Linked DNA regions of Mus musculus: region 1 is linked to region 2. The links are chromatin contacts, called in public Hi-C maps. All regions are on one chromosome and are shown on one strand. The core of a region is the stretch at or near the end of the contact, and the rest is flanking DNA. Distances in the headings are between cores, read along the strand shown.

Region 1 (3,483 bases), core at 780-3,279, 240 kb after region 2:
GGGGAAAATATGTTGGTGTAGTTATTGTTTTCATTATCGTACATCATGTTCATATTACTGTGGGAAAGAACCCTTTTCCCTTGGAAAGGAAGTTTCCTGAGAGGTTTATGTGTGGGAGCACACCGGTACAACATCGCCCTCCACTGTCTGCTAAAGGGAATGCATGCTTTCGTGGTCTGTGAAGAGAAAGCCGGAGCCAGGAGTTTTAAGTAGGTCTGTCATGTTAAAGGTGGGTTCCCCCACTGTTGCAAGCACAGGTGTGAGGTTATCAACAGAAGTGATGGGTTGGGCTTGCACCATTAGTTTTTCTAAAAAGCAAAAACGATATGAAGTGTACTCCAATTCTAGGTGGGGATTAAGAAAGGGATTGAAAATCGTCTTCAGTGAGTTTTAGCAAGACATCGTCACGAAGAACGGAAGGCTCTTTATCTTGTTTGTTCTCCTCCCTTATATTGCAGCAGATCATGATGGACAAAAGGAAAGAGAGATCCCCTGCAGATCTCAGCAGCCAATCCAGGAGCTGGATGTGTGCTGACTCAGGTCCCACAGCATCTAAGCGTTTGCTGTGCCCTTTACCCTGTCCATCTGGCAGGGCAGAGATGTCTGTTTATTTTATAGTCACTGAAGTCTGGGAGCAATGCCTCCTCCCCAGCGTGACTACTACACTTAGGCTGGCCTCTGGGGTCACCTAGTATTCCAACCGTGACTCTGAGTCAACACCAAGTGTTAGTGAAGTGTAGGTTTCATAAGCTTCTCGGTCCCACCATTGCGTTTTGCATGTCTTAAGCCCGAAGTACTTGCCTTTTACTCTAGAGTCGGTTATTTCTCTTAGAGTAGTGCTGCTAGATGACATTTTACTTAGTGTTGGTGGCAAAATGAGTTCTCAAAGTGTCCCATTGATGCCTCATTGTAAGGAAGGATTTGGGAGGGTGGGCTACCTGTCGAAGTTTATTGCTCTCTTAAGTCTGTTTTATTCAAGAACGTGTGTGAAGTCACATTCAAGAAAGACGAGCAGTTAGTTTTGGTCTGTTGGCAAATGATTCTTCCACCCCAGTGGCGTGTGAAGTGTTAGGGGGGAATTATAAGTCGGGTGTATTTGGAAGGAGTTCAGATTCTTGGGCTCAGAGGACACTGTTGGATCAAGCTAAGGTCACTGCCAGATGAGTACACTGAATGAGAGGGGTGATGTTTTAGTGTGCTTCATAAAAGGAAGAAGCTGGTAGCATCTTAGTCGGTTTTAGAAACTTAGACTCGATGATTCTGCTATGTCTCTAAGTCTGATTCTTCCAAGCATTGACTTCCAAGGAGAAGCAGCACCGGACAGAAGCCAAGCCAAGCAAATGTAACCCTTTCACAGCCCTCAACGACGCTCCTTAAGTGAGGCTGTGTAACCAAACACTTTTGAAAACTGTGCTAAATAGAGTTAAAGAAAGCGATACTTCGGGAGACATCAGATTCTGAGAAATCCAGGTTAAAAATCCACCGTCAAGTGACTGTCTTTCACCTACACTTTTCGGCTTGTTTGTCACTGCAGGCCAGGGGCAATTCTGCCTCTGCTTCACTAAAGGTGCCACATACACTTCTGTGACCAATTTCCATAAAGTTCGCTTAACAGTTCAAACTTTATTAAGACTCTTGACAAAAACAGCTGCTAGAATTGCAAAGGAATGTAATAATAAAAAAAAAAAAAGCAGAGCCAGAAACAAGCAGTCTATAAAAGCAATATCCACAGAGGCCAACTCCCCCTGGGGTGCAAACTGATCCCAGAGTCTGTCCATACCATGCGGATCCCCAAATGGGCAGACAGCAGGACACCCTGACCCAGCGGAAGCTTCCTGCCTGAGGCTGTGGCCATCGCTCCACTGAACACCAAGCTGAGGTCAAGGCAGGATGCCAGATTAAAAAAAAAAAAAAAAAAACAGGCCAAGAGAAGGAAGGCACGGTGGTTTTAAAGAATGGGGACAAACTGGAGCAAGTTCATTTCATGCTGGTTTTATTACGCAATAAAAAATCGCCAACACATACTCATTTACTAAAGAGAAAACAAGAAGTGTTTAGCTGACTGGAGTCTCCATATCATTTCACACTGGAGAGGTGCACAGTGAACTTAGTGGGTCCTGTGACTCCCTGGACAATCTTAGGGTAGATTTCAGAGTAGAGTAGGACTTAGGTTAGTGTTGATGGCCCACTCTTGTTAAGCTTCTTTGACTTGGGAAGCTGTCCCGTGTATAGTTGATATCCTCTTATAAGGACCTGTGATATTACAGGGAAAAGAACCGCCTTCACTGTGTCGCCTTCCACGTCCAACTGTAATATGTAGAAAATGGTAAATTAGAAAATGTGGTTTTCTCCCCGCTTGCTCCCCTTCCCTCCTTTCATTCCTTGCTTCCTTCTTCCTTCATTATTATTATTGTTTTAAAATGTGAAACAAGGTCTCACTGTAACCCAGACTCACAATCTTCCCCAGAGCTGAGACTGCAGGCAGTGGGGTGGTATTCCACTATGCCTGGCATTTTACTTCTGTGGTTTGGATTGAAATCATAGATGAGGCATCTTGAAGAGGTTAGTGTGGTGAAGGAAGAAGAGAAATCAAAAGCTAGCGCTCTCTCTTTGCGCTGCCCACTCAACATACATGCACAGTGTGACAGAGAGACCATGTGGGAAGCCCCGAAGAACAGAATCTAATCTGTCACGTGGGCATGGTGGAGTCTGACCCCTGCTTATGCACGAAGAATTATCTGGGGGAACATGAAGGCATGCCTTTAGTGATTTGAAAGCTGAGGGAGACATCTGATGGTGGGAGGCCATGTGGGGGCTGCCAAATGGGCAGAAACGTAAGGTGCTCTCATTCAGTGTCTTCTAGTCGTGCAGGTCCAGGGCTCACGTACATCATTTTCTAAGGGAAGTGCAGGGATGCCTATCTTCCTTCAGAGTGAGAGTTGAGCTTGGGTAGAACAGGGTTGTGGCCCTGCCTTCTGTCTACCCATCATTCACTCATTCATCAAACACATGCAAGCTCATAATGTGCCAACTGCTGTTCCAAGCAATAACACGATGGGCATGTGTCCCTGTCCTCCAGGCCTCCATAGAACAAAGAGAGTCGCAAGAGTAGTGTGAGCTGTGTGGGAGGTGGGAGCTTAGGGGAATGTCAACTCACTGGGACTAGGGCCTTGAAAGGATGAGGAAACTGTGGTTGCAACCTGAACCTAGCAAAGTTATCTGGGTGGAAGATAGTTGTGGAATGTGTCTCTTTCTCATTGGGGAGGGCATCTACAGAGGTATTGTTGGAGTAGAACAGCTTCTGAGAGAAGAGGCTGGGGGCGGGGAGCAGCAGACCACAGTGGAAAGACAAGGTTGATCTTCACAGGACCCTGGCTTTCCCCCTCACCAGTCTGTGTTATGCAAGAAGGATGAAAGCCTGTCCTCCCTAGAGGTATGCACTGTCCCCAGCAGCGCATCTTGTTTAAGGATGAGTACATGGTT
Region 2 (3,275 bases), core at 743-3,242:
TGGGAGAGGCAGAGGCAGGAAGACCTCCGAGTTCCAGGCCAGCCTGGTCTACAGAGTGAGTTCCAGGACAGCCAGGGCTACACAGAGAAAACCTGTCTTGAAACAAAACAAAACAAAAAATTATTTATAACTCCTTTCCCAAATTTCTTTCTAATACAAATATCAGTTTTTTCTTGATTTTTAACTATATAATTGGTTCCTCCATAAGTAAAACAAGTGTCTTTATTCAGAGAATACCTTCTAAAGTTAGTATGGTTTTCATGCAAAGAAAACCTCATTTCTCCTTAAACAGAAAGCAGAAAAAGACTTAGCTATTTGGAAAAGTATGCCAAAAATGACAGTAACAATAACCACTCTCAAGGATGATGAGCTTATCTTCTGTAGCTGCAAAGGAGCTCAGTTAGCAGAACGGAGGAAGGAGACAGACTTGGTAGAAAGAATGTGAACTCCAAGGATAGGAAGGCTGGAAAGCAAACGCTGCTGACAGATGTGGTATAGTGTGAACTAGCACTGGAGAACTGAAAGCAAAAGAAAACGGGATCCTATTTGCCTTGTTCTTCCCAAGTGCGTCACCTGCCCGAAGACAAAAACAGAATTACTTGGAAAACTGCTTGGTTTTGATGAAGCCTAAAGAAAAAGTAGCCAGCTGGCCAAAATGTGAAAGTCATGGTCTGAAAAAAAAAAAAAATTCATGAAGACAATCAAAACGGTAATCACTGAAACCTCTGACATGGCAGGCAGTGCCAAGAGTTGAAAGCAATACCCACCTCCCTCACTCTCACATGCATGTTGAGAGTCCCTAATTTCAGTGGTACGTGATACTGGTTGCCAGCCCAAAAGAGATGCATGAGACTCTGAACATTAAGTTTCCAGTTACTTGTTCCAAAAGGATATTTTGATAATATTCCAAATGGGGAAGAAAAACGTACAGACATGAGATTGCTATAATTTTGGAACTTTGACATTAATTATCTCTAGTCTGGCGTGAAGGCACTGGAAACCTCTGCATCATTCCGAGATCATCATGCTGCATCCACTTCATTTATCATCCCTACCCATATGCCAACAGCACCCATCAAGAGAATGGCAATAATCTGGTTTGTTCACAGAGTTTCATTTCTTAATGAGATCCTTACAAAACATATCATACTGAAAATACAGAATTTTTCTCTATGGTGCTCAATATATATATATATATATATATATATAAATGTATCCAAGTAAATGCTGTAAGCTTAGAATAATTCCCATGATACTAGATAATTCAGCAACTTAGAAACTAAAAGTAGCCACGTTTTTAAACATAATGGAACAGATGTGCTGCTGACAGTTTCTCTTTTTTAAAAAAAAGTATTTAAATACAAATGCAATTTGAAATATGCTAGAAGTACCTAATGTAAAATAACCATGTGTGCAACCCCATGTAAAGGCTGCTCTATGCTACACATTCTCAACTGGGGCACCAGAACCATAGAATTAAATTCCTGTCTCAACCCAGTGTTCAGAAACACACTTTTACTATTCCTGGGAGCATTTTCACATTTTTGTCAGAATGTTGAGTGAGCAAGAGAGTAAATAACTTTCAAAAGCATTTTTGGAGTAGTAAAACCTTAAGTTCCTTGCTAGAGGGACTGATCCAAAATAAATTAAATGCTGGTGTGACTAAGCCGAGTGTGGTAAATACAGATTTGTAGTGTGAAAACCTCCAGTTAATGGGTCTTTCAGTGTCTCAACATGTACTTCGAAGTCCTAAGTAGGGCAGCAAAGTGTAAACACAAGACTCAAAAGCCTCCTCTGGCTATGGTTTGGGCTCACAACTAGGAAAGTTAATAGTACTGACGACATAGACTCACTAAAACATCGCATCCTGGTGTGGTTTTGCTCAACTGTGTGAAAAGAAGTATCATTTAGGGAGAAAAATCCCAAAATCTGAGGAAGCCCAGAGAAGCACCATGTATGACTAAGCAGAAATTCTGTAGACAGCCCAGAGGTGAATAACTGACTACCCTTCTACACAGCACATCCCTGGCCCAGATGCCACTGCACTACCAATCCACTCTTAGGAATCACAAACGACACTGGAAAAACTCTAAAGGTCAACTCAATGTCATTATTTCACCAGTAAGAAAACAAAAACTCAGCAATATAAAAACACAGGAAAAAAAAAACCAGAAAACAACAAAAGCACTACAGTCTTTTTGCTTGCCTAAGGCTACCTTAGACATTTTATATATGAATAAAAAAGAAAAGGTAGATAGTTCCTCATAAATACAATGGCAGTGATCTATATATAATCAGTAGACAAATGCCTGCTCAATGTGCACAAGGTCCAGGTTCCACTGCCAATCATGTAAACAGAAAGAATTTGAAATTGTAGAAACAGGGCAAAGAGAACAAGATGTATTTTTAAAAGAACAGCTCAAACCACTAGCAAATGTTGGTTCATTTATATGCATTTCCTCTTATTTAAAACCTGATTGGTAGATAATTTAACCACAACACCCCTGTGAACAGGCACACAATAAACATGCACGTAAGAATTGTGTAAAACTCAGCCAGAGAAAGCTGTTCTAGCCACCTGAACTCAGGGCTTTTAAAAGCTACAGGGCAGTGCACAAGTGGAGCAGCTGTCCCAACACAAGCAGAAACTGAGCTCAAAATATTCCCACGCCAGTTCTCCTGAATGCAGCCTATTTTATGCTTTTGCGTAGATTCAAGGAAACAGAACTACTATTTAAAAGTGCATTTACAAAGAAGCCTTTTAAAAGCGTCAAAATAAATTACTTTGAAGTATATTTCACCAACACACCTCCAGCTTTCCCTATTTGTTGGTCGACAGAACCCAACTGTGACTATTTTTAGCCACCTTTACAAGCTGTGGGAAGACTCAGGACACAGCAGATCCCAACTAGAACTGTGGGCATTAACTAAGTCCCAAGGTTTGGGGCCATATGAATTTTCTTTTACCTTTTCTTCTGTCTTTCAATCTATCTTTAAATTACCTTACATACTGGAAGTGGAAGAAAAATGTTTTTAAGACTATCTTCATGTAGTGTGCATGCGAGACAGAAAGTCTACCACAGTAATAGCAATGTGCTCAAGAAAAAATATTTAGAGACCACAGTATTCTTAGAGTTTGTAATTTATCATTTCTTTCAAAAATTTTTCTATATAATATGTTATAGGAGATGATAAAGATCTGCCAAATGATTTCCATTTAGAAACATGCACTTAGAGATCAGTGCCATTGAAACAAGGACAGCAACAAACTGAAT

The links. Hi-C and Micro-C count contacts between places; a contact is called where the count stands out from the background.
Region 1: a contact with region 2 is called in a Hi-C map of muscle stem cells, with 2.7 times the contacts expected there. The contact joins two enhancer-like sites. A contact is called at or near these places in 2 of 484 Hi-C or Micro-C datasets (muscle stem cells and nephron progenitors) and 1 of 115 datasets of contacts at active chromatin or transcription factors (astrocytes).

What each region holds. Positions count from the first base shown.
Region 1 is chr13:32,493,367-32,496,849 of GRCm38.p6, forward strand. No RefSeq gene overlaps it. Among named protein-coding and RNA genes, the nearest start is that of Gm40876, 30 kb to the left of the region's middle. Within about 2 kb of position 2,030, at least 35 of the 459 cell types and tissues checked have an H3K27ac peak or open chromatin away from gene starts, as enhancers often do. A contact at or near this core is called in muscle stem cells, where this site is marked.
Region 2 is chr13:32,257,974-32,261,248 of GRCm38.p6, forward strand. All of the region lies in intron 1 of Gmds (GDP-mannose 4, 6-dehydratase), which reads right to left. Among named protein-coding and RNA genes, the nearest start is that of Gm52055, 25 kb to the left of the region's middle. Within about 2 kb of position 1,993, at least 31 of the 459 cell types and tissues checked have an H3K27ac peak or open chromatin away from gene starts, as enhancers often do. A contact at or near this core is called in muscle stem cells, where this site is marked.